5 separate regions of the Sus scrofa genome follow, and all the other regions are linked to region 3. The links are chromatin contacts, called in public Hi-C and HiChIP or PLAC-seq maps. All regions are on one chromosome and are shown on one strand. The core of a region is the stretch at or near the end of the contact, and the rest is flanking DNA. Distances in the headings are between cores, read along the strand shown. Region 1 overlaps LOC110255810 (a long non-coding RNA gene). Region 2 holds the start of RNASEH2B (ribonuclease H2 subunit B). Region 3 has its middle 67 kb from the start of MIR15A. Region 4 overlaps LOC110255806 (a long non-coding RNA gene). Region 5 overlaps LOC110255810 (a long non-coding RNA gene).

What was found. A called contact is a pair of places that touch in the nucleus more often than the background predicts. HiChIP or PLAC-seq counts read pairs in DNA pulled down with a chosen protein or histone mark.
Region 1: a contact with region 3 is called in an H3K27ac HiChIP or PLAC-seq map of skeletal muscle, with 4 times the contacts expected there. The contact joins two enhancer-like sites. A contact is called at or near these places in 1 of 47 Hi-C or Micro-C datasets (fibroblasts) and 1 of 2 datasets of contacts at active chromatin or transcription factors (skeletal muscle).
Region 2: an H3K27ac HiChIP or PLAC-seq map of alveolar macrophages shows a contact between it and region 3, with 11 times the contacts expected there. The contact joins the promoter of RNASEH2B here to the enhancer-like site in region 3. A contact is called at or near these places in 1 of 5 promoter capture datasets (fetal liver), 6 of 47 Hi-C or Micro-C datasets (alveolar macrophages, embryonic fibroblasts, fetal skeletal muscle and 1 more) and 2 of 2 datasets of contacts at active chromatin or transcription factors (alveolar macrophages and skeletal muscle).
Region 4: a Hi-C map of embryonic fibroblasts shows a contact between it and region 3, with 4 times the contacts expected there. The contact joins two enhancer-like sites. A contact is called at or near these places in 2 of 47 Hi-C or Micro-C datasets (embryonic fibroblasts and fibroblasts) and 1 of 2 datasets of contacts at active chromatin or transcription factors (skeletal muscle).
Region 5: an H3K27ac HiChIP or PLAC-seq map of alveolar macrophages shows a contact between it and region 3. The contact joins two enhancer-like sites. A contact is called at or near these places in 2 of 47 Hi-C or Micro-C datasets (both in embryonic fibroblasts) and 2 of 2 datasets of contacts at active chromatin or transcription factors (alveolar macrophages and skeletal muscle).

The regions. Positions count from the first base shown.
Region 1 is chr11:17,039,384-17,044,318 of Sscrofa11.1, forward strand. All of the region lies in intron 2 of LOC110255810 (a long non-coding RNA gene), which reads right to left. Among named protein-coding and RNA genes, the nearest start is that of DLEU7, 71 kb to the left of the region's middle. Within about 2 kb of position 1,833, at least 4 of the 83 cell types and tissues checked have an H3K27ac peak or open chromatin away from gene starts, as enhancers often do. A contact at or near this core is called in skeletal muscle, where this site is marked.
Region 2 is chr11:16,910,205-16,915,448 of Sscrofa11.1, forward strand. RNASEH2B (ribonuclease H2 subunit B) reads right to left here and starts at 1,602. Exons shown (of 11, transcript NM_001244492.1): 1 at 1,411-1,602. The coding sequence starts at 1,462. LOC110255807 (a long non-coding RNA gene) reads left to right here and starts at 1,811. Exons shown (of 3, transcript XR_002336662.1): 1 at 1,811-2,071; 2 at 2,747-2,846.
Region 3 is chr11:17,687,491-17,692,549 of Sscrofa11.1, forward strand. No RefSeq gene overlaps it. Among named protein-coding and RNA genes, the nearest start is that of MIR15A, 67 kb to the right of the region's middle. Within about 2 kb of position 3,236, at least 81 of the 83 cell types and tissues checked have an H3K27ac peak or open chromatin away from gene starts, as enhancers often do. A contact at or near this core is called in alveolar macrophages, embryonic fibroblasts, fetal liver and 2 more, where this site is marked.
Region 4 is chr11:16,745,073-16,749,937 of Sscrofa11.1, forward strand. It overlaps LOC110255806 (a long non-coding RNA gene), which reads left to right. Exons shown (of 3, transcript XR_002336661.1): 1 at 1-4,289. Among named protein-coding and RNA genes, the nearest start is that of FAM124A, 89 kb to the left of the region's middle. Within about 2 kb of position 3,204, at least 18 of the 83 cell types and tissues checked have an H3K27ac peak or open chromatin away from gene starts, as enhancers often do. A contact at or near this core is called in embryonic fibroblasts, where this site is marked.
Region 5 is chr11:17,083,934-17,089,100 of Sscrofa11.1, forward strand. The region is part of intron 2 of LOC110255810 (a long non-coding RNA gene); the gene reads right to left. Among named protein-coding and RNA genes, the nearest start is that of DLEU7, 120 kb to the left of the region's middle. Within about 2 kb of position 3,203, at least 5 of the 83 cell types and tissues checked have an H3K27ac peak or open chromatin away from gene starts, as enhancers often do. A contact at or near this core is called in alveolar macrophages, where this site is marked.

The DNA of each region.
Region 1 (4,935 bases), core at 583-3,082, 650 kb before region 3:
GGTTGCCAAGGGGGAGGGGGGAAGGAGTGGGGTGAATTGGGAGCTTGGGGTTAATAGATGCAAACTGTTGCTTTGGGAATGGATTAGCAATGAGATCCTGCTGTGTAGCACTGAGAACAATGTCTAGTCACTTATGATGGAGCATGATAATGGGAGAAAAAAGAATGTATACATGTACGTGTAACTGGGTCACCATTGCTGTACAGTAGAAAAAAAATTGTATTAGGGAAATGACAATTAAAAAAATTAAAAAAAATTTGGGAGTTCCTGTCGTGGCGCAGTGGTTAACGAATCCGACTAGGAACCATGAGGTTGCGGGTTCAGTCCCTGCCCTTGCTCAGTGGGTTAACGATCCGGCGTTGCCGTGAGCTGTGGTGTAGGTTGCAGATGCAGCTCGGATCCCGTGTTGCTGTGGCTCTGGCGTTCGCCGGTGGCTACAGCTCCGATTCAACCTCTAGCCTGGGAACCTCCATATGCCGAGGGAGTGGCCCAAGAAATAGCAACAACAACAACAACAACAACAAAAAGACAAAAGACAAAAAAAAAAAAAATTAAAAAAACTTTGATTCAAAAATAGAAACACAGACATCTATGAAGCTCAGCAAACCCCAAGCAGGATAAGTGCAAATATAACTAAGCACCTTATAATTAAACTACTGAAAAACCAAAGACTAAGAGTAAACCTTAAGAGCAATCAAAGACATATTATATGAGGGAGAATAATTCCAAGAATGATGGCTACTTCTCATAAGAAAAAATGGGGCCAGAAGACATGGAACTATATATTCAACATGATAAAAAAAAAAAATCATTGCCAACTCAAAATTCTATACATAGCAAATTTTTTTTTTTTTTTACATTCAAGTTAAATAAACACAGAGACTTTTAGAAACAGAAAAGCTGGAAGAATTTGTTGCCAGTAAACACACAATATAAGAAATTCTCAAATACGTTCTTCAGGCTGAAGAAAAATAATACCAGATGGAAATTCAGAGGTACAGGAAGAAATGAAGAACTTTAAAAATAATTAAGTGTTGGGGTAAATATAAAAGACATATAGGACTTTGTCAAAACGAACATCTATCCTTCAAACAACACCACTAGGAAAATAAAAGCAAGTCACAGAAATAAAAGTGTTCACCCCCATAGGACCTGCCAACACAGTTCTCACTGCTGCCTCTGTGGGGGGATAGCTTGGGGCCGAGTGCCAGGGAACAGGGAGGAGATAAACCGTGGATGTTCTCCCAGGAGGTCCCTTTCCAATCTCCATGCCAGGGCCAAGGTGCAAGCTTCCGTTCATCTGGTTCCCACTTCTAGGTTTCAGGCTGTATCTTGCATCCAGGTTGGGGGGCCCAGGAGGAAAGATGGGAAATGCACCACCAGTTCAGTGGTCCATATTCTGAACTCTAGTCTTCTCTCCCAGTCTACCTGCTACTTTTCCAAGTCCTCAAATAGCTGATCCAGGTTTTAGAGCTCCATTCAGTGAGAGAATTGGGGATGGGGTGTGCCTATTCATCCTACCTAGGATTAAAACTCATGATTTAGGTCCTGAGCATGTTAAGCTGAGGTACTTGTGGGATATTTCCAGGTGGACATATCTGTCTGGAGCTTTTAAGCAACATCTTAAAACTATATAGGTGCTTCCAATCATTCCGGTCATGGAGGGTGTATAGAATAAAATAAATGGACAGAGAATAAAACCCTGGGATCCTCCTGGGTACAGGAAAAGGAGCCAATGCAGAGAGACGGGTCAGATAAGCCAGGAGAAAGGCAGGATGCGGGTATCAAGTCCCCACCCAGCTCTCTCCTGAGCTGTACATGCCAGCCGTGCTCTCGTGTTTCCAGGGAGGGCTTTGCTCATCCACCGTCTGTGTCAGAATCACCTGGGGGGGCGGAGTGGGGTGGAGCCAACCCGTTGATTTTCAGGCTACACTCTTCCAAATTTATTTAATGAGAATCCTAAGTGGCGGGGCCCACCTGCCTGAGTTTTTAACTAGCTTTCTGGAAATTTCTCAGGAACGTTAGAGAACCACGGCCCTAGGTCTACAGAATGTGGAAGCCCTGCGCCTGTCACCAGCGTAAAGAGAGGGTGCTGAATAAGTGGAAAGGTACTTTTTTGAGTGATCCAAAGTGAAAGAGAGATTCCCAAAGTTTGGTAAGTGATGCGGCAGGAGGAGGAGGAAATTGAACTTTTATTCTTATTATTCCAGACCCGAGGCAGACACTCTTGGAGCAGCTGAGTCAGGTTCATCTTGAATTTCATGTCTGAAGCCTATTAAGAGCCCAGCACAAGCCTTCAGGGCTCCAGGCCGAGAGAGGGGACAGTGAGTCTCGGGTGGCGTGAGGCTGTGCAGCTGCCGGGAATATGCTGACGGCCATGACAGGTGATGAGCCATTTGGCTGACACTGTCCTTCTTTAAACAGCATCCAGTGGAAGTGCAGCCCTGTTACTTTTACAGGACTCAATCAACAAAGGTTAATTGGTCCATTTTATGCCAAATCCAGTAGTCATGTTTGACGCTGTGCTGCTCTCGCCAGACAACATCTGTTTGGACAGGGGAATGAAACTAGCTGAGATGCAGTCTCAGCTCCCCCTCTTCTCGCCCAGCCTCTCTGCTAAGCGGTATGCTTAGGTACTTTTTGGGAAAAGTCTGAAAGCTAATGTCAATAGAAAACCACATTAGATGAAAGGGAATTCATCACCAAAAGTGCTTCGGGAGAAAGCACTTGACCCCTTTTGAGCCTCCTCATAGTCGGTGCAATGCCAAGTTCCCCTGGCCTTCTCTTGGCTTCTTCCCAACCTCGATTCTTTCCTGTGAGCGCCTCAGCAATGATGACCACGTCTCCATCTGTATTCCTAGCTCCTAGCACAGCGTCTGGCACACACGGGGGTCAAAACGTTTCTGAAGCTTATTAAGCTTCACTGTGAGTCTAGCATCAATTTGACACGCATGCTTCCTAATGGTCTACTACATTTCTTTTTTCTGCCTTCCAGATTTCTCCTGTTCTTTTCTAACCTTCCTTCCCCTTTCTTCTTTGTCCCCCTTTTTGTCTGTCTTCTCTCCTCTACTGCCCAATTACCACCAGAAGAGAACCAGGCTGGGAACTGGACCATGAAGAAAGCAACTTTCTCCATTCCCTCGCCTTGCCTTCCATCTCTCCTCCTTTCCCTTCTCCTCTCTGTACCTCTAGGGGTTCTCTTTCTGCATCTCAAGTCCTCTACGTTGAAGCCTTAATGTGCAGAATGCAGTGCTATTCAAGTAAGAGGAATAAAAGCAATTTCTCACTTGCTATTAATCCCCCATCTTTAGCGATTTGTAGAATTGAGTAAAAACCTCCTCTACAGCACAAAACACAGCTTCACTTTAAGATGCAGCATGGTTCATTTAATACCTAATACTTGCGTATTTTAAGTAGTGAATGCACTACTAACATTATGGAGAATTATTTACATCCCATCACTTTGGCAGACTGTCTGGGGTCCTGAGGACTCAAGAGATTTGACCAAACCCCTTCCAAAAGCTAACTTTGCCAGATCTTCTATGGAACAACGAACAAATGTTACAGATAACAACCATGCCAGAAATCACTGAGATTTGGGGTTTACACATATGTATTTTAAGAAACACATGAAGACACTTGATTTACTGGAGTCCATTATTCTTTTGACTCACGCTGTGCTCTCATCAGCCGTTCACATGTTTCTGAATAATCTAGGCCCTTGGGCCATCTGGAGATTTCACTGTTTGATAGTTAACCACTCCTGGCACTAAAAGGGAGAGGATGAAAATTCAGGCCAGCGTATTTTCCTTTCTGAAAGCAGCTCTCATAAAAGCTTCTTTTGAAACTATATCACTTCTCAGGAAGAAAGAAAGAAGGAAACCAACATTTTCAAATGTCAGGTAGCTATGTACTACCCAGCTTCTAAGTGTTAACTCATTTAATTCTCATAAAAACACTGTAAGGGAGGGGATATTATCTTTATACTATAGATAAAGTAACGAGGGCTCAGAGAGGTTAGGTAATTTGCTCAAAGCCACAGAGCTAGTCAGAGGTGAAGATAGGGTTTGAACCCAAGCCTGGCCAAATCCAAAGCCCACATGCTTTCCAGAACACTCTACTCTGTCTTCAGTGCTTGAATCTTACTGTTGGATTACAGACACGGTCTGTACTTCATTCTGTGCATAGTGACCAGCTCCAGACGCTGATCCATCCACTTCCCCCTCTCTCCTCCTGCCTTCCTGCCTTATTTGGCTTCCATCAGCAGCGCCTCACATTTGCATGGTGCTGTATAGACATCTATCAGGTACTTTCACAGACACTGTCTCATGTCCTTACTGAAACCCCAGGAAGCAGTGTCACTATTGTTACAGTTTATAAATGTAGAACCTGGACTGTGGAGTGATGATGGGATTGGCTCTTTGTCAGAGAGCAACCAGTGTCTGAGCTGATTCTGGAAGAAAGATGTGCCAAGTGCCAGGTCACTGGGGAGTCCACAGGGCAGATTAGGGAGTTCGGATTACTGAAAGGCAGGTCCAAGGGAATGGGGGCAAGGAGGGTGGTATGGCCAGCTGATCATTTCAATCCGGAGGTTGAATTCTCTTCTCTGGGAATTGCAGAATTCTCTGATAGGTCTATTTGCCATTGTGCTGTTTAGGGCACATGTATAATCTCTCTAACTCCTGACTCTGAAAATTCTTCCTTCATCCAAAGAATTGCTTTTCCTTCGATGTTTGTCTCCTAAAAGCATTATTCATTTTCTTGCTCCATCTGCACGTGTGGAATTTCTGATGCAGGCCCTTGCCACATCTTACATAAATAAATGCAGCCGCCTTCTGATTGGTCCTCCTGTCTTCAGCCAGCACGCCCTACCTAGCAGTTCACACTAGACTGATTTTCCTTAAATGAAAATTTAATCATGTCACTTCTCTACTT
Region 2 (5,244 bases), core at 352-2,851, 780 kb before region 3:
CATAATGGTTACAAACAGGAAATAATTTAAATATCCATTCACAGAAGTCGAGATAAATATTAAGAACATACATATGATAAAGACACATAGGAAGCAACAAACCAGACTACTGCTACACAGAATATGGATGAAACTTACAGATGTAACGCTGAGTGAGAGAGGCCTGGCACCAAGGAACACACACTTACCCCAACAAGCAGAAGGAACCTCTGGTGACAGAGGTCAGCAGCGGGGTTACTGGGGCTATCCAGCAACAGGTAAGAGAAGCCTACTGGAAAAGTTCTAGGTCTTGACATGAGGAATGCTTACAGGGGTACAGATATATGAAAAGTTCATTGAGTTGCACCTGCTTAAACTTGTATATGTTACTATATGCATACTTCTTTACAAATGGAGAAAAAGTAAAACACAAAAAATATCGACAGATTGTCATGTAACAATTTTCAATATCCACCATAAAAATCTAGATTAATGGCCATCTATATTGTTATCAGAGTATCATTTACTTGAAAAATACCATATTTGCCGAATAAAGTCTCCAAGTTAGATACTGAAAACAATGGGTTTTCCTTATATCCAATGTTATGTCATCAAATCAATCTATCATCCCATGAAAGGGCCAAACCTTTCTGACCTGCACTCCCTGGTCCCAACTCCATTTATTCTGACACTTCATGCCAATCATGGCTGGCAACTGATGTCCATCATCCGAAGCCTCTGCGGTCCCTGAATCATCACCCCGGGGAGGCTGAAAAGGCAGGTTCCACCACTCCCATCATTAGCTACCTGCCTGAATCTCTTTGAATCACCCTTGTCCTAACCCCTGCCACACAGCTTCCCTCCTGCCTCACCAACCAAGGCCTGTCCCAGGGAAGGGATGGGGTTAAGACACCACAGCCTCCAGGCCGATGCGGGTCTACTGGATCCTCGGTTCCGATCTAGTAGGTCCCAGATGCCTGGCCGGCTGTCGAGTGGCGAGGGGTATCAAATTACATCCCAGGAGCGGACAACTGCGGAACCTGCGCCGCTCTCCGCTGGCCTGGGCCGCAGTCTCCAGCCCACCTGATCTACAAAGAACCCCAAGGGGGAAAATCCGCTCGGTCGGTTTTTGCGCTTCCAGCTCGGGTTTTGAAACGCACAGATACAGAACTTGAAACCGAAATGAAGAACCACGTGTTCCGAGAGACACTCGAGTCCCGCGCGCGCGGCCGAGGGGCGCGCAGGGCCTGCGCGGGGTGTACCTCGGCTGCGCGCGGACAGGGGGGCCCGCCGGGGTGCGCGCGCCGGGGCCGCCGCTGAGAACCCGCCTGGGCGCCGCCCCCGCGGACGCTCGGCGCGCGCTCCCGCGCGGCGGTTGGGGGACAAGGGGCCGGGCCGAGCGCGCCGCTGCCCCGGGGCGGTCGTGTTTACCTGGGACCAGGAACACGTGCTGCCGGCCGCAAGCCCCGTCTCTGCGGTCCATGCTGCCCGCCGTGCCCGCCGAGCGCTCCGGGTGGCCGCAGGCCTCTGCACGCGGAGCGCGGGCCCGGCCAGAGCCCCGCGGCAAATGGCGGGAGAAGGGACTTTACCGAGGAGCGCAGCGTGCAGAGGGCGGGCCCGGAGGGCGGCCCGCGGGGAGAACCTCGGGCTTTCTTTTCGTTTCGTTTCCGGAGCCCGCCAGTGGCTTAGGTTAAGTGTTTAAATTGAGCGCCAGGCCCAGGCCGGCGGAAAGGGTCGCGGCCCCTCCGCCCCGCGGCGCGGCCAATGGGAGGTGCTCACCCGCGGCGCCCAGTGACGCGACGCGCTGGGCGGCGACCCAGGGCGGCGGCGGCGGCGGCGGCGGCGGCGGCGGCGGGCGGATCGCTTCAGCCCGGGGCGCCGGGTCTCTGCTTGCAGCGGCCCAGGGTCTTCCCAGTGGGGGAGTGGGGACCCCAAGGCTGGTGGACTCGCACACACCTGGCAGAAGGGAAAGCCTGGAGCGAATCCACGTCCAAATCCTAATGCTACTCTGGTCATCGTACCTTGATTATTATTTGCATCCTGCGTTGGAAGTAATGCCCGAATCTAGTGTGCTGTGTGCTTCGTGACACAGGTAAAGCAGTCCTCAACTTGGGGTTAGTCCTTGTCACTACGAAGAGGTGCACAATTTGAGGCTCAAAATATGCATTTGCTTTGAAAGACAATTTGCAATGAGTTAATCAAGACATTTTAAAAGCGTTATTTAAAAAGTTAGAGTCATGAAATTTGAAGATTTAAACTTTTAAAATAAAATTTTAATTGTACACGGTTTTAGAAAAGGTGGTAATAAACATCTGTCTCATACTTTAAAGAAAAGTATGACTCCCTGCTAATAACCCAGATCTCCAGCCCTCTTCCCCAGGGGCAATTACTGTTAAGTCTGTCTATTCTAACAGGATCTTGCCATTCACAAGTTCATGTCTCTCTTTTTTCTTTTTTTGCACAAATGGTATTTGGGGTATATTTATTTTTCTTCAAAAGATATTCAAAAACAGAAACATTTCCCTTTATAATGTTAATTAAAATGCAAAAGATATATGTATGTGTATATATATGTCTATACACGTATAGACATATATATACTCCTACATACACATATATATCTGAATATGCATGCATTATGAGTATACATAACTTTAATGCACTTAGGTTTTTTGGTTTAAATCTTGAAGATAGTTAAATTCAGCAGCACTAGATCTATCTCAGCCTTCTGAAGGGTTTTTTTAATTTCAATCCCATTTCCCATGAGGGGGGAGAAATGCAGCTAAGTAAGTTGACTGCAGGCCACACCTGGCAGAGAGGACCGTTGAGGAGGGAGACCCAGATGCCAGCCCCGGGGCAGGCAACAGGTCGGTATTATTGCTCTAGAGCTGTTTTTGTCGTTCTCTGATCTTTTCCAGCCACCGGCTGTTTTCATGTGTGTTTTCATGTGGTTGTTTTCACAGTGCAGAAACAATTTTGCCTGCTTCTCTCCCTTAACGTTGCTGTAAACAAGTTTCCCATGTCATGCAGAACTATGACTGGAGACGTGCTGTTTCACACTGCTCATGTGCCAAGGTTACGTGACCATGCCCTCGTGTGCAATACTAAGTTTATTTCAAACCGTTACTCTAAAAGATGCTGCAGTGTATACTCTACATGGACTATGCAGCAGTCAGAAACAATGAACTAAAGCTACACATAGCAACATAGATGTTTTATAACAAGAGGAAAAAGAAGCAGGAAGAGATTTCATGGCAGAAAACCACATAGGTAAATTTACACAAAAAACAATATCACATCTTTTACAAGGATATATGTACATCTAGGCTATGTATCAAACACAAGAAATAGGTGTCTTTAAAAGGAAGGGATATGTGATAAGGGACGGATAAAGAATGAGAAGGCAAGACAAATCAAAAGAGCCAGGGAGTTCCCGTTGTGGCGCAGCAGAAACGAATCCAACTAAGAACCATGAGGTTGCGGGTTCAATCCCCGGCCTTGCTCAGTGGCTTAAGGATCCTGCATTGCCATGAGCTGTGGTGTAGGTCACAGATGTGGCTCGGATCTGGCATTGCTGTGGCTGTGGTGTAGGCCAGTGGCAACAGCTCCAATTAGACCCCTAGCTTGGGAACCTCTATGTGCCTCCGTGAGGCCCTCAAAAAGACAAAAAAAAAAAAAAAAAAAAAGGAGCCAGGGTGCATGTGGACAACTATCACTATGTCCTATGAATGAGAGTATGATTTATCCTCTGACAGGTCCAAGGATAAAAATAAATTTTTTTAATGTGGTGCAACAAACATCTGTAAGCAATTTCCTCTGTCCACTTCAAAAAATTATTTAAGTACCTTCTTGGAAGGGGGACCAGTGGTGACTGGAGACTGGCTCCAGATTCCTGTTGTCTTCAGGGTAAAGTTCAGGGTACGAAGCCTGTAGCACACGGCCCTTGAGATCTGGTCCTCACTTGCCACCCAGGCAGTTTCCACCTCCTCCCTCCCCACCCTGACCATGGTCAGGCCACGAGGAACACACAGCACTCACACACAGCACTTGACCCTGTGTTCCTAGTATTGGGACCTTGCTGCTTCCAAGGAGCCTCATTCCTCCACCTTCTTTCTCACCCTCCACTTGGCCCAGACACCCCCTCCTCTTCCATCAGGTGCACGGAGACAGTACCTTCTCATCAGCACTCCTTTTCCTGCCTCCAAACAGCCTCCACAAGAATGAGTGAGATGCCTCTAATCTGTTATCTCACTAGGGAGTGAGCCTGATTTTCAGTCAGTTCCCTGAGGAAGGACAGTATCGAATAAGTCAGTTTATCCCTCCGAAATAGCAGTGGCATTTACTGTGTACTAACTGTGGCGAGCACTGTGCTGAACATGTGAGTCTGACTCTTTCCGTCCTCCCAGCAGCCTTGGAGGCAGTATTAGTATGACCCCCGCAGTTTACAGAGGAAGAATATAGTTTAGAGAAGTCAACACACAACCAGCAAGTGGCAGAGCAGGAATTCAACCCAGAGCCTGAGCTCTCAACCTCCCCACCCTCTTTCCTAGAGCCCCAAGGCATGGGCACATAGCATATGCACCACAAATATTTCTGGAATAAGTGGGGAGATGGATAGGTAGTTACGGTAACCGTCCCTGTGGCTTATGGTACGCCTAAGTTTTATAAACAAGAACAAAAAATCCATCCAGTATATCATAAAATACTCCATAAATGAATTTTTATACTGGTTACACGAACACGCAAAGAGAAAGCAGACCATTGTCCAAAGAACGAGAAGGGAATAGCCCCATTAATACCTCTGAGCGCAGAAATATGGAAACTCTTCTGAATGCTAGAAATATTTGTTTTCTAGTGGAAAAAAAAAAGAGAACTAGGGAAAATTTGAGAAACAGTTCAGGGGCCAATGGTGTCAATGCTTAGTAGTGAGCACAGCAGAGAGAACTTGAACTAAAGGTATCAAAAAAAATTTTTTTTCCTCTTATAGATTTTTTTTTGGGGGGGAGCTGTGTGAGGGGCATACAAAAGTTCCCAGGCCAGGAAAGGAACCCGCACCACACCACAGCAGTAACCCAAGCCACAGCAGTGACAATGCAGGATCCTTAACTGATAAGGCCACCAGGGAACTCCTCTTAAAAGATTATTAAACACTCTGAGAATGCTTCTTTCAAAACAAGAGTGAAAACCCATGCTGATCATCGCTTTCATCCTAAGAAAGGATTGTTGCCTTGTTTGTGTCTTGTTGCTCATCTCAGGGTAACAGAG
Region 3 (5,059 bases), core at 1,986-4,485:
CCTCTAAGGCCGCCCACACGGGCCGCTCCTCGTCCAAATCAGCGCAGGCCGCCTTTGTCCTCGCAGTGACTGCCACGAGGGAAGAGGGCGGGTGCAGAGGATGTCACCAAAGTTTCCTGAAGTCTTTCTACCGCGCAGAACTCTGGTTTTTGCGGGGAAGCAGGCTGAGTTTGCAACCTCAGCGGAGCAACAATTCCGTGGGCCTCCAGTCCCCAGCGGCCTCTGCGCGCCCTCGCCGCGCTCCGGCTCTCCCCGGCCTCTTCCCCGGCTCAGCAGCCGGGGGCCAACGCTCGCCCCCGCGCCACACTCCTTTGCCTCTGCGTCCCCTCCGCACGGTCCCAATCAGTCTCGAATTTCAACTCCAGACCCAGGCCAAACTTTCCCTTCGGGGCTGATACATTCTCACACGCAGTCGCTTTTCCCAGGGGGAGGAGGAGCGACGGAGCTCCCAGCAGCTCCCGGGGGTCCTGCGGGGATCACCCGCCACCCAGTTTCCACGCAACCCCCGCGTCCACCCTCGCCTACCGACCCCAGACGTTGGCCTCCCACGGCCGCGTTCAGGGAAGCCGCCGCGACTGATGTGCCCCGGGTGCTTTCGTTTTGCTTTCGCTCCCTTCTCTAGCAGCTGGGAAGACTGCGGAAGAACAAAGTGGGGGTGAAAAGCTCGTGTCCTGACAAAGTGGTGGGGACACCGCGGTTCGGCCCAAAGCGGGGCGGGGGGGGGGAGGGGAAGCCTCAAGCTGAGGCCTGGACACCCCTGTCCCTTGCAGGGGCCGGAAAGGCCAGGAGGCCCTGGCTTGTTTTCCTCGTGCAAAGAAACGTGATTTGTAGATATTGATGCAACAAAATTGACGCGGAAACGAATTCGCCTTCTTAGGAGGACTGGGTCTTTCCAACATAGACGACAGGGCAGGGAAGAAAGGCGGGAAGATGGGCGCCGGGGCCTTTCACTAAATTGGAAGGAAACCGAGAGAAAAGGCAAGAGAGCTGGAGAATAAGATCGGGCTCCCAAACTAGGTTCTGAGCCCCATCAGGTGTGAGGAGACTAATGCCCAGTCCCATCTGCTGCTGGTCCACTCAGCTCTGCGCTTTAGAAACCCAGCAACCACTGCTCAGGCTCGCTTACTTCAACTCGCCTCCCCCTTTAGGGCGAGAGAAACGCATGTATCCTAAATGGACGAACCCAAAGCTTAAGGTTTCCCCCTTAAAAAGAGTGGGACGAGAGAAGGGGAGGAGAGAGAGAGAGGGAGAGAGGGAAGGAGGGGGAGGGGGGGAGAGAGAGAGAGAGACAGAGAGAGAGAGAAAGAAAAAGGCCCAAACCTGGAAAGGTTTCTCAGCTAGAGGCGAAAGCGCTCCTCGGTTTGCCCTAGCCCTGTGTCGGGTCCGGAAGCGCGGTTCCCAGCAAGGGCCGGTGCAGGTTCCCTCTCCCCTCCCCCGGCCTGCACTTGAGCTGGGTGCGAAGGAACAGTCTCTCCAAACTCCTTAGAAAATAATATAACCCTTCCAGACTGTTTACCATACTGTCCAGCTGCCCGGAAAGGTCCGACGCGTTTCCTGCACTCGTCCCAACTCAGCCCTGGCTTTCCTCCACCCGTGCTCTGAAGAGCTAAATTATTTTATTCCGATTCTGGAAAGTTAATCTGTGATCTAAATAAATCACTTAGGGAAACGACCGGAAGCTGCGAAGGTAAATTACGCTCAAGCCAGTTACTTGCACTGGGTTTTTTTCTTTTTCTGATAAGGCCTTCTTCTCTTATTTATCTCCTTCCTTGTATACACCAGGCTCAGGAAAAGAGGGTTTAGGCCGGCAAGGGAGCTCAGTTTCATTTCGGGACATATGGCGGGGCCTAGCATTTCGTCATCAGATTTTTAAAGGAAAGTTCAAATGTTTTTGTCACAGATCAAACTTCCAGTAACTCCCTAAAAACTGTATTACCCCCACTGAGGTTCAGGTCTGCAAACTCTTTGGTCCGCAGATGTCCGGGAAGCCGTAAGTGAGCTCGCACTAAGCCCGGCTGCACCTGCGGAGGAGGGAGAGCGTCTACGCGCGTCTCGGAACTGCCGCACTGTACTTCCCGCGCTCCGCCGGCTAGCCGGCGAGCTGCCGCCAGCCACCCCCGCGTCCCTCGATCCCCCGCCCTCAGCCAATCGTGCGGGGGCCGGGAAGGATGGGCATCCCAACGTCTGAGGAAGCGGCCGCTCGAGTGACTAGTCGGGCCCCTGGCTCCCAGGAGAGGCCCGGACGCGCGCACACTCCGGCACCAGGGCGCTGGCGCTCCAGAGGCGGGGAGGAGGGTAGAGGGCGGAAGCGCGGAAGGCTTGCAAGCACACCCAAGAGCTGCAGACCCCGGGGCCCCATTGGGTGACTAGGGCGCGGGTGCCCACGTTGTGCGCGACGCCTGGGCCACGACCGGAGCCCACGAGCTGGGTGCCCAGCCGAGTGAGGCAGCCGCCGCCGCCGCCGCCGCCGCCACGGAGCCTGGCGGGCGGCGCGGAGCCCCGGGGAGCTGGTTTTCCCGGGCGGGCACGTGATGGGGTTGGCAGCGCTCTGGCCGGGACTGGGAGGGGGAAGCGGCGAGCTGGAGGCCGGGGGCGGGCGGGCGGCTGGCGCGCTGTGTACTTAGGTCGTGTGCTGGGGCTTTTCTCTCCCAGGAGCCGGCGGGGGAGGGGAGGAGGAGGGGCCACCGCTCCGCCTTCTCCTTTTCGCAATGTTGACGCAATCTATAAATAGTGGAACAAAAGGACCAACTTCCTCGGAGCTTTGCTGAAACTGCACAAAAAAATCGAGCTGGGGGGTTCCCTGGTCCCTGATGATGGGGCGGGGAGCGCGGCGCCGGGGGAGGGGGCGGGCGCGGCAGCGCGGGCCCCGCCGAGGGGGGACACCTGGCTGAGCCACAGCCGCTGCCGCCGCGCCGCTCCGCGGGAACCAGGGCTCCGTTCCCTGCGCGGGCTCGAGAGCTCGCCCCGACCTGGGGGTCTTCCTTCTCTGCCGTTGACAGGTCAGTCTGCACCGCCCCTTTCAACACTGGGTTTTCTTTTCCCTCCCCCAAGCCTCTACTTTTAGCAGGGAACCGAGGGGGAAAATAGAACGAGGCGCAGCAGTGACAGCCATCCAATCGGGAACCCCAGCAGTGCACGGCGGGGTGGCCGAGGGGGTTCAAGGAGGCATTCTGTGCTTGGCCCCTCGTCGTACAGCCAGCGGCCGCGCGGCGGCCCGAGACGAAGCCAAGCAGGACTTGCGTGCGCCGCCCAGGAGGCAGGGATAGTGGAGGCGGGAGCGCCGCGGAGGCGCGGGCCGCTGGGTAGGGGGGTCGACGGCTGGCTCCCGGTTGCGGATCCCGCCGGGGGGGGGTCAACCCCCAGCGGAGACGTGCCAAGACCAGGAGGCTGCTGAGCGCAACTCGCCCCCTCTGAGCTTGGACCTTGCGTCTCCGCCTCGTCCTGCGCCTGCTATGGGAGGGTTCAGCGGAGAAGCGCTGCCGCCGCACGCCACCGCGCACCCTGGCTCCGGCGTCCACGCATCCAGCGCGCTGGGAATTGGGGATAGGTGAGGACCGAAGGCACGCTCTCTTCCAGGAGCCCGGACCTAAGCCGGAGCGCCAGCCGCGCCGCCGTGGCGGTTACACTGGGCGCGGGGGAGGGGGCGGAGCTGGCGCTGTTGACAGCCGTGCTGGAGCGGGGAGGGCGAAAGTTGGAGAGAAGGGACTGGGGGAGGGAGCGCGCGCGCGGGATTCGGCGGGGAGTCGGGAGGGGGGGTAGCGTCACGTGACAGGCAGACGCCCCCGCTACAGGCCGACAGTAGAGGTGACGTCACCATCCCCTGACTGCAGGGGGTGGCACTTCCGTTCCCTCCCCCATATCTGCTCCCCCAGCCCCCAAACCGGCGGCTGCTGCCATTTCAAACGTGTGGGAGTGGGCGGAGGGGGAGACAGGGGTTTTCCTCAAGGCCTTAGCCCCTAACTGCTTCCCCAGCTGCCCAGAGTCCCGAGCCTATAACCTGAGCAGAACCCAAGGCCGCCCTCTCTGGACGCGCCTCTTTGTGTGAGCGGGCAGCCCTGGGCGGAGGCTGGTACCGGCCCCCTGCGGCTCCCAGCTCCGGAGGGGGCGGGGACAGTCCAGGAGCGGTCAAGGCCAAGTCCCGCTGTCGGAGAACGCCATCCGAGGTCCGACGTCTACGCCTGGCTGGGAAGAGGCGGCCTTGCCCACGTTCTTTGGGTGCTGGGTGGTTGGGGACCTGCTTATCGGCATGGGCCTAGAGTCTAACCTCATGGGTTCTGTAGGATTCTGTCACCATTCTGGAAGACGCGATCCCAGCAGTCGTTATAAGCTATTTGGGGAAACTCCGGGTTTTGGTGACTCAGCGCGGTAAGCGCTATTTATAAGTTGATGTGTTAGCTGCAGGGAAATACTCTTCGTTGTGATCTGTCTACCCAGGGAGGGCAAAGAGCTCGGTTTTGAGGCAACAATTAAGTGACTTTTTGAAAAAGGAAAGGGTTGACTTAAAGAAAGCGTGTGCTGTAGGCAGACTTAGAACACGGTTTATCTCAAAATTGAAACATTTTCCTGGATAGATGGAGAATTTCAAGGACGCCTGATGGTAGACAGTCTTTTTAAGTGGAGAACCAAGGAGAAATAATTCAGGTAAATGACAGAGCAGTCCTAGTAGATCCCAGAATATCATAACTATGTTGTTTATTAATTGCCGGAGTTGTTAAATACATAACACCATGTGGTGGCTGGGCATAAAGGAAAACTGGATGATGTTGAAAATTCGTATAGGATATTCTGTAGCAGGAAGGTGTGTGTTGTCTTTATCATCAAAATTCTGCTGGCGATTATAAATAACATGTTTACCTCCCAAGAAAGTACTATAAAAATGTGTACCACAGCCTGGGGTTCTTCTGTGTATAAGTGCTGTACAAACAATTATCAGTCACTGCTTAACAGGTTTTACTTTACGATTTATTTTCTTTTTTCCTACCCGCCCCCCGCCCCACTCCCACCCTAGTTTGGAAATCCAGGGGGTAGATGCTAAGAGAAAAAGCAAATGCTAGACTGG
Region 4 (4,865 bases), core at 1,954-4,453, 940 kb before region 3:
CAGCGGGGGTCTCCCACCGAAGGGGAAGGCTCTGGTTTGAACTCAAAAGACCCAGCGTTCCACATTCAGAGCCCATTTTCCAGTTCTTTTCCCCCCACAACGTTGCCCCAATTCCACATACTAAGTAAAACGTCATGTACCAGCGAGCGTGATGCGTGAGAGAAAGCGGGCCTGAATGAGGCGGCGTCTTGACTTTGCTGGAAAAAGAAATTAAAACTAACATCACCTGACTCCAAGATGGGCCTAAGCTTCTTCCAGAAAAGAGAGCGGGGTTATTGCTCATTGTTTTCATTTTTCCTTGGAGGCTGAGTTTCAATACCAGCTCTACTAGCGACTATTTGGGGAGCCTGAACTTCTCTGTGCCTCGGTGGTGTCATCTTCCCAATCCCACGTTTGAGGATTGCGGTGAGGATGCCTTCGTGTTCAGTGGAACCAAATGAAATGACCGCTCTCCAGCCATCTCTGACCCGCAAGAGCCGTCCTTTCGTGTGGTCCGTCCGACAGTGCCTGGTGCCAGGCTTGGTGGCAGTGAGCTGTTATTGTCACAGCTAGCATGACAGAGTACAGCCAGCCCGGACCGATCATTTGGAAGATCAACGGATTTGTTTTCTGGACATTTTTTCCTGAGGATTCTTACTAGTGCGTGATCCTGTTGTTTCCCTGGACTAAAGTCCAAATCATGAAAACAGGCTTGAATGAGACCTACATGCACACAGCGCTGCCTCGAGCCAAGCCATTTTGATCTAAGCCGCCTCCTTTCAGTGAGGTATTTTCCCAGCAAGGGTGAAGGGCCAGCCGTCAGGGCACCACCCCTTCACCGAGTAAAGCTGAACCTCATCGCCTCTGGCGCTCAGGGCCTCCGCCTCCATCTCCCGCGAGCTTGCCTCTCCGAAAGGTGCTTGGCCCCTGGGACTGTATTGACACATCTCTCAGATGCACGCCCATCAGTTTCTCTCTTCTGTGGCTCTTTGCCTCTTTGAAAGCCCAGTGCATACTAGCTGATTCCCTTAGCCCGGGAAATACATGCTGTTTTCATTTTGGCAGAGTTTTCAAAGCTGGAGCCAAAAGTGATGAGAATTTCAGGTACTGGGCAGGCCCCTGGTGGGGGACATTTTTTATTCAAAGGGTCTCTGGGAGGCTAGGGGTTTGGCCACATCCCTCTTGGTGGCCCTGGTAGGGAGCCGAGGTAGCCTGGGGCTCCCACCCAGAGTATGGCCACTATGGTCCCAGGAGTTCAAAAGCAAGCAAATAAAACTAGTAGCAGTTGGGTTTTATCAGAGAAAGTTTTCTTTCCAGATACTGGATCCTGGCACATACCCCCCCATTTCTTTCCTCAATCTATAGAGACGGACCCCAGGAACCTTCCTCTGAGACTCCTGCCCCCCTCGTCACATGAGGTTCTCACTGCACATCGGACACAGACCACAAGAGACGAAAGGCTGCCTTGTGGGATCTCAGGATGTATCCTTGACGGCGCCTCGAATGAGGCTGCGTCGTCACAGGCCCACGTCTAACGTGGGGGTGAGCCCCGAACTCTTCATGCACCAAACAGGAGTCAAACGCTCCGAAGCCAGACACGGAAGAGAAACATCCTCTCCAATTCAACTCATATGAAGTTCAAGAGCGAGCAAAACTAATCTCTAGCGCACGTCATGGGAATAGCATTGGTTGGGGGCGGTAGGGTGGGCAGAGAAGGGGCGCAGAGGAACCTTCTGTCGTAATGGAGATGTTCTCTCTTTTCCATGGGGTTACAGAGCTGCAGACCTTTGTCGAAGGTCATGGACCTGCCCACTGAAGATCAAAAGAAGTAGTAGAGAGGGAGTTCCCTGGTGGTCTAATGGTTAGGATTCGGCACTGAAACTGCTGCAGCCCAGGTTCAAACCCTGGTTTGGGGGAACTCATATCCCGCATCAAGCGGCTTCACGCTGCAAGCCCCCCTCCCCAAAAAAGAGGAGGTAGCCGTGAGAAATGGCCCTCAGAACCCAAACCTCAGGAAGGAGGCCCCTCATGGCACGGAAGAGAAGGAGGGAGTTTCCACATACTGCACGTTCTCAGCAGGCTGTCTGCGCAGTGGAAAAACATATAAAACGTCAGCCAATTTTCCAGACAGTTTCAAAATCCAAGGACGTTTGTCTTGGTGCTCACGCGGCCTATGTCTTTTCAAATGTTTACAGAGTATTTACAGAAAGTCGTCCTTTGGGTGGCAGTGGTAATTAGGAAAACTGGCAGCGAAAATTAACACATACCATGAAAGAGAGATAATTGCTCCATTGCCATATACAATATTATTATCAAATGGCATTCACCGAGGAATCCAATTGGTCCCTACCAGCTCAAGCCCTTGTTCTAGGAAAGATCCCCCCTTCCTTGTTACCCCGAGGACGAAGCTGCCACAGCTCGCGAATGAGATGCCATATGGTACTTAACATCAGAATCAAAATGAGCTTGTGCTTTTTGTGCGAGATGCCGAAATTTATTAGAAAATCAGAAAGCCTCATTTCCACCAAGTTCCTGAGACCTGCCATCTGCTGCATGAGAAAGAAAATGGAGATTTTTTTTTTTTTTTAACCATTTACTTATTGTGAAGTGTGAGCGTACGGGTGCGTTTGCAAAAGCAGGGGTGGGGGCCGGTTTGGGGGTGGGGGGTGCTGTAAGAGCGAGCCAGAGCAAGCCCGCTTGGCAGGGGAGAAAGGAGGCTGTCAGCTGAATGGTGGCACAAGGCTTGGGAAGCATAATTATGGAAATCACCTATTCCAGAGCAATTTTTTTTTTTTTTTGCTCCTTCTCCTGAACACATGTTCCTTCCACACAGAAACAGCAGAGAGAGAGGCCGGCTCTCAAGAAGAAGCACAATCTCTGTGTCACAGGGAGTTTCAACAAGCCCCAGCCTCTTGAGTATTAGGTCTGTCCGTGGAAAGGGCAGCGCAAATAAGACGGGAGCTAACAGACGGGGAGCTCAGTGGGTGGGGAGGAAGGAGGGCTTTCTCCAGGGAGATGCTGGGGTTGGGGTGGGGGTGGGGGGCAAGACAGAAGAGGGATCTGATGGGGGCAGCAAAGTAGTGCCCAGTTCACCGTGTCTGGAGATTTTCTCTAAGTGCTGGAGGCTGGGGATGCAAAGACAAAGGCGCTTTGTACTTTCAGAAGGGCTGTCAGCTGTTGGGGAATTCGCGGCGGGGGACCGCCTCTGCCTCCGAGAGATGCTGCCTTGCCCATGAGTCACACCCCTGTGGCGGCCCAGTACCTCCGCAGAGCACTGCAGCCCGGAGGGCTTACCTAACCCCTTGATTTGGAGACAGTGGTTTTACATTAGAGCTGGTATGTCTGTTGGCACAACTGCAGGCAACATTCACTAGACGTGGCTAGTGGCTGGCCTCTGATCCCAGCCCTCGGGAGCTGGGCCTCTAGCAAAGAGGCTTCCAGAGCCTGAAATGGAGCCGAGATGGGGGAGGGGGAGGATAAGGCTTCAAGGCACCAGGGAATTTCGCTTTATAACGTTCTGTAGTCAGGCTCAGGTCCAGACAGGCCTTTCCTGGACTGCCTCCAATAGGGTTAATTGAAGAATTAAAAAGATCTCTCATCTACGAGGCCATCCTCCAGCAGGATCCCAGGGGTGTCCTCGAGGTCAAGTTCAGGTTCTGGGAGTGCTCCAGGGCCTTGACGGGTCTTCGGGGAGCCCAGCCCACACCCTCGGGGCTCGTCGTCTCGGTGCCCTCACGCAGGTCGGTGACCAACAGTCTCTCCCTCGAAAGGAGGAACGACTTGGCCGAAGCCTTCATGGCTCAGGCGTCCTGGCCTCGCACCTGAGCCGATCCAGGGCTGGCAGCTTCCTCCAGAGCCTGTGCCCACCTCAGTGAGGACGAGCTGCGTGGGGGAGGAGCCCAGGGAGTTTCCGCATCTGCCGTGCGAGGCAGGAGGAGGAAGGGCCCGCAAGCCCCAGGGACCGACGTGATGAGGCTGTGCTCGCCCTCCAAGCCTCCTCCCACCGAAGGTAGCGAGGGCCGCCTCCCAGATGCTCAGAGGTCTTCTGGCTCCAGGTCTGCGGGCTCCGTGCGGGTGGCCCCTCCGGGAGACCTTCAGGGTCAGCCTTGGGGATGCGCCTGGTAGCAGGTCCCGAGCCCTCGGCCAGGGTGGGAAGGGCAGCCTTCCTGTTCACTCCCTTGGTGAATGAGGATCGGCTCTGATTTCCCCGGGGGCCGCCCCATCTCTACAGGACAGGCTTCGGCAGATACCTGGGCTTCTCCTGAACCGCTGGGAGCAGACCGGACTGAAGATACCTCGGTGGCAACATGGTAAGCGGCTTTCAGCGTCCTCTGTCCTGACTCCCCTTGGCCCCCATGCCCGGCAGCTACATCATGACAATTATTATCTGAGAACGGCTGTCCTCTCCTGAGCACTTGCTCAGCGCCAAGCGTCTCTTACCTATGAGCCCGTTTAATCCTTGCGACAACCCTGCGAGGAGAGGTCCATTCTCATCACCATTCCCCAGATGAAACAATTAGTAAGACCAGTGAGCTTTGGTGAAGGGCTGGGGTCAAACAGCTGGTAAGATGTGGGGTTGGCCGTCAAACCCTCAGTCTGACTCCAGAACCATTAACCCCAACAACGGTCCTCCAAGAGTGAGCGTTACTCTTTTGTTTATCTTGTGAGTAGACTGAGTTCAGAGAGGTTAGGTAACTTACCCAAAGCCACACAGCTGCAAAGCATAGAGATAGAAACCCCTCTGGCTCTAGAGCCCAAGCCATTTCTCTTAGCCACCCCCCCATCCCAAACTCCATCCCTCCCAACAGATGGGGGGCCCAGAAAGCAGAACTGGATGTGGGCTGTGGAGTCGTCTTTACAGAAGACTTAGCTAAACCTTCCTCTTT
Region 5 (5,167 bases), core at 1,953-4,452, 600 kb before region 3:
TTTATTTCCCAGCACTTTCCCACATCTTGTGGCTCCGGCAACCCAGGACTTTTTACTGTTCTTAGACAAGCCGACTACTCTCTCTGTTCAGAGTCTTTGCACCTGCTATCCCTTTGGCCTGGAGTGGTCTCTCAGAAAGCTGAGGGGGTAAGTTCCCCACTTTCTCAGGTGTCTTTGCTTGAGAGAAGAGGCCTTCCACTACCACAGCACAGAAAATAGGAACCCCTGTTTCTTTCTTTAACAAGCATCTGGAACTACCTGACATATAGGTTTGTTTGCTTTCTGTCCTCTCCCACCTAGATAAAAGTTCTATCTTTGTCTCTTTTTCTCTTTAATCAAAGCAGGCTCTTGAATGAGCTCACTCATACTGTATTCAAAATGCCTAGTCATGGCATCCAGTGTTACTATCATTTTGGGTCTCCTCTGAGGTGCCAGGTCAGTCCCATTTAGCTCATTCCATTGTGGACATATTCCATGTTGTCACACAGTAAAGGATGAGTGTGGATATGCTTTGTGGCTAAAAGGCGAAATTCACAGAAATCAAGAGTGAGAGAGGAAGAAAGGCTTCAGTCCTGCCTACCTTTCCCCACTCACTCACCCATCTCTCCGTCCTGCAGGTCTGCATTCCTGCAGTGGGACTCTGTTTAGTTTGGCCTCCTGGTATGTGTTTGGTGAATGAATTGACAAATGCTGAGAGTGTATGTTAAGCCTTTTCCATCTCATATTCATTTAAAATCTGCATTTCTTTTCTAGTGGTTTTGAAAGCAGTGGCCATACTCTTGGATAACATACTTTTCTTGCAAATTGTTCTGCCTTCCACACTAGTCAGTTCTTCCCATTTCTGAACTTCCTAGTGTTGCTTTGCAGGGATCGGCTCACGTCTCATTTCCTTTGCAGATACTTAGTGCTCAGGCAGTTCAGCTCCACTGATTTTTCCATCTGCTCCCCACCTTTCAAAAAATTGTTGCTATCCCATTCTGCTCTTGTCTCTTCATTCTCTTTGTAATTTTGCATTATTTTTAGTCCTTTAACTTCATTTTAGTGACATTTGATAGCAATATAAATAATATAACAAAAAATAACAAATATTTATCTGTCCATATGAGTTATAAATACTATTATTTCCCAGTTTATAACTTGGATTTTGTTTTCTTCTATGATGGTCTTTAATATATAAATGTGCAAAATTCATATACAACCAATCTGTGGATCTTTTCTTTTAAGGTTTCTGCCTTTGGCATTATGTTACTTAGAAAAGGTTTCCATATCCTGGCTCATTCAATTGTTTGCTTATTTTTCCTAGGTTTTTATTTTTTAAGGAGTTCATTTTCTTCATTAAAAAAACTCCTTGTGTCAAATTAACGTAGGTTTTGCTCTACAGAGAAGACTGTGACCAGCTCTTCTCCCTCTCTTTTAAGAAATGCATGAGGGGGAGTTCCGTGGTGGCGCAGTGGTTAAAGAATCTGACTAGGAGCCATGAGGTTGCAGGTTCGATCCCTGCCCTTGCTCAGTGGGTTAACGATCCGGCATTGCCGTGAGCTGTGGTGTAGGTTGCAGAGGGGGCTCGGATCCCGAGTTGCTGTGGCTCTGGCGTAGGCCGGCGGCTACAGCTCTGATTGGACCCCTAGCCTGGGAACCTCCATATGCTGCGGAGAGCGGCCCTAGAAAAGGCAAAAAAAAAAAAAAAAGAAAGAAAGAAAGAAAAAGAAGGAAAGGCTGGACTTGGGCCCAGGTGCATCCCAGTCAAATGCAGATGGGTGGTACTCATGTTTCATGCCCTACACAACTGCCACAGTCCCTGAATTCCTTAAAAAAAAAAAAAAAGAAAAGAAACGCATGAGAGAAGAATCTATATGATTAGAGGATAAGTTCAGGGTGGATACAGAAACAGAATTTATTTTAAACAACAAGACTTCCTAATAATCTGCAATGCTATATTCATCAAAGGAATGATGTGTCTCTTTATGCAAGCTTGCCTGCTGGGTTTTAGTGGTGCTCTCACACACATCATCACATTTAATTCCCACAGTCCTGAGATGTCAGGCGCCAGGAGATGAAGCACTAGACCTGACTCATTCAAAGGATCTTTCTTTCCAGCCCAGTTTTTCCCTGATTTCATCATTAGGTTTGCAAAAGCCCCGTTTTTAATGACCTTACCAAGTTTAGCTGACTTAGAAGGAAGGGAAGAAAAAAACAGAAAACACGTGGAAGATATTTGAGGCTAACACTCTGAATTGTGCCTCCTGCATAAAGCAAGAATGAGGAGAAGAATTTAATTTTCTGGTCTGCTTGTTCTAGCATGCTTCTGTACGTTTGTCACCAGGGCCCAGGAAACAGAGAGAATATAAAGGATATTCTAATTCAAGCGATGGTATTTGATTCATTCCATTCAACTTATAAAACTATCTATAAAGTTCTGTCTAATGTGGAACAGTTTTAATTCACTAGCTAAACTGCATATTAATTCCTGTTAACATTGAACCATGGTAGCCTATCTGCCCAGTCCTTGCAGTGTGTGGAAACCCACAAGTGTGACTCACGTCTGGGATGACTTCGCCTAGACTTAAACATAAAAGAGATTTAAAAAGTTGTTCTCTGTCTGTTCAAGTTGGGATCCAAATAATTACCTACACGTATCAGCTGCTATGTTGTTCTCCAAACTTGCCCACACAGAACCCTCTTTTACCTGGTTGACATATATTTAAAAGTTAACCCATTAAGAAAAAGTTTTTAAATTTTTATTATTTGAAAATCTCACGTGGAGTTCCTGCTGTGGTGCAGTGGATTAAGGACCTGGCATTGCTGCGGCTGTAGCACAGGTCTCAGCTGAGGCTTGGATTCAATCCCTAGCTGCAGGTATGGCCAAAACCATACACTTACTGAAAATCCCTACCATTCAAAGCTGGAGAAGTTTCCGCTTCTGCCAACTGAAAATTATTCAAGAGGTCAATGATGCAAGGAAATTTACACTATCAGAAATGTCATCTGTCATAACAAATTCCTTAAATCACTGAAGGTGTAACATAAAGCTGGCTAGTGTCATAACAGTCTGGGTTATTTCTGTTCTTTGCTTTTTTCTTTTTTTCTCTTTTTTTTTAATGGCCACACTGGTGGCATCTTGATAGTTCTCAGAGCTGTAGCTGCAGGCCTGCGCCACAACCATGGCAACTCCAGATCTGAGCTGAATCCACACCACATCCTCACAGACACTGTCTTGGGTTCATGACCCAGTGAGTCACAGTGGGAACTCTAGGCTGGCTTATTACATAGGGACTTTCCAAGAGAAATGATTCACTGTAACAGACTGTAACTTGGTCCCTACAGTTAGAATGATGAGGGTCTTCCACATGGGAAGGGATATTTCAAAAATCTTTCCCATTAAGTTATTGCTACCAAGAGTCAAAACAGAGTCACCAGCTAGTTGCTGATGTCCACTGCTTTTTCAGTTGGTTGACAGGTGGGACGGGTCTGAGCATTCCCAGGCGTACATGCTTGTCTCCGTTTCCCTGGACTGAAGTACCTCAATGGGAAGAGCTCATGGCCGACACGGTAAAGCCTCCTCCTAATTTTACCCCCACCCTTGTCTTCCATTTTTTCTCCTTCTCCTACTACAACTCTGGGAAGTTTCACTCAGGTGTGCAGTGGATTCTTATTCAAGGTCACAAGGTAAGTGCTTATTTTCCCATCAAAATCATATATGGGAAACTTAAGTTATCAAGTTTCTCTGGTTCTATCTGAAATTGTAGCAACCCTAGCAGGAACACACATTGTCTCACACTGGTCAACAGCACTTATATGAATAAAAGATGTGAAAATATTCTTATTTAATGAATGGAAAGTAACAGATGAAGATTTTTCTTTCTTTCTTTCCCTCCCTTCCTTCCTTCCTTCCTTCCTTTCTTTGCCGCACTGCAGCATATGGAGGTTCCCAAGCCAGGGACTGAATCTGAGCCTCAGCTGCGACCTACACCAGATCCTTGAACCCACTGTGCTGGGCCAGAATCGAACCTGCACTTCCAAAGCGACCTGAGGCACCGCAGTCAGATTCTTAACTCACTGCACCACAGTGGGAACACCAAAGTCTTTTAAATCAAGCATCCATTTTGGGGGGAAAGCAGTAAAAGCAACATTTGGTGTCAAACAGAATTACCAAATCAAAGGACAGACAATCCCTTAAAGAAAGTGCCCTAGATTTTAAACGTTCTCTATTGAAAATGTGGGCTTTGTTTCATTGTCATCTCACTAGTTAGTTGATGCCTTCTTCAGCGAAAAGTCTCATTCTTTTAGTCCCACCAGTGTGGGGAGATGGACTCTACATTCAATCATTTGCCAAGACTTAGAGCCTCCATCTTTGAGCTTATTCCCTTCTATCTCTTTCTTTTAATTCCCATGGCCCCCAGACGGTTCCACAGGGCCAAAGCCTCTCCTTGGAAAAGTGCCTCCACGTTAACTTTTTGGCCGAATTTATTTACTATTTATTCATTCTCATGAACAAGCCAAAGTTGACCTTTTCTCCTTACTGAGATAAAATGAATGCTGCCTCTCAATGTGTATCATTTTTATCTAAAATACACTGATACTTTTAAATCAGTGCTTCTCAAATTTTCATGTTCATAGAATTACCTGGGAATCTTGTTAAACTAGAGGTTCTGATTTGGTAGGTCGGGGGGAGGGCCTGGGATTCTGCATTGGAAAAAAGTTCCCCCCTAATGCTGATGATGTGGTTTAGGAACCACACCTTGAGCAGCAAGGGTCTAAATTGTGCCACAGCCATCTCAACAGTACCAATAATGCCTTAATATCAGCGGTGATTTCTGCATGGGATAGTTTTTCTAAGTTTTGTTTTCATTTTGCCTGCCTCCTAAGTGTCATTTTGGGTCCCTGCTTTATAACAGAATAGCGGAATTGATGCAACTACATTAAAACAGAAAGGGAGACACAGTGTCTGGCTGCTCTGGGCCTTCCTGTTAGCGGGAATTGCAGTCTTTGAGGAGACTTCCATTTTAATAGCTGTGCTATCAGATTCTCAGTCTTGGCATTAGAGCTAGGTGTTACAGCTGCCCATAAAGTGTTCTGATTTATAGACTCACTGCTCCTCATCATTAAATGAGAGAAATAATACATTTGAAAAAAAAAGTTCCACTGTCTAATGAGATTTCAAGCTTTT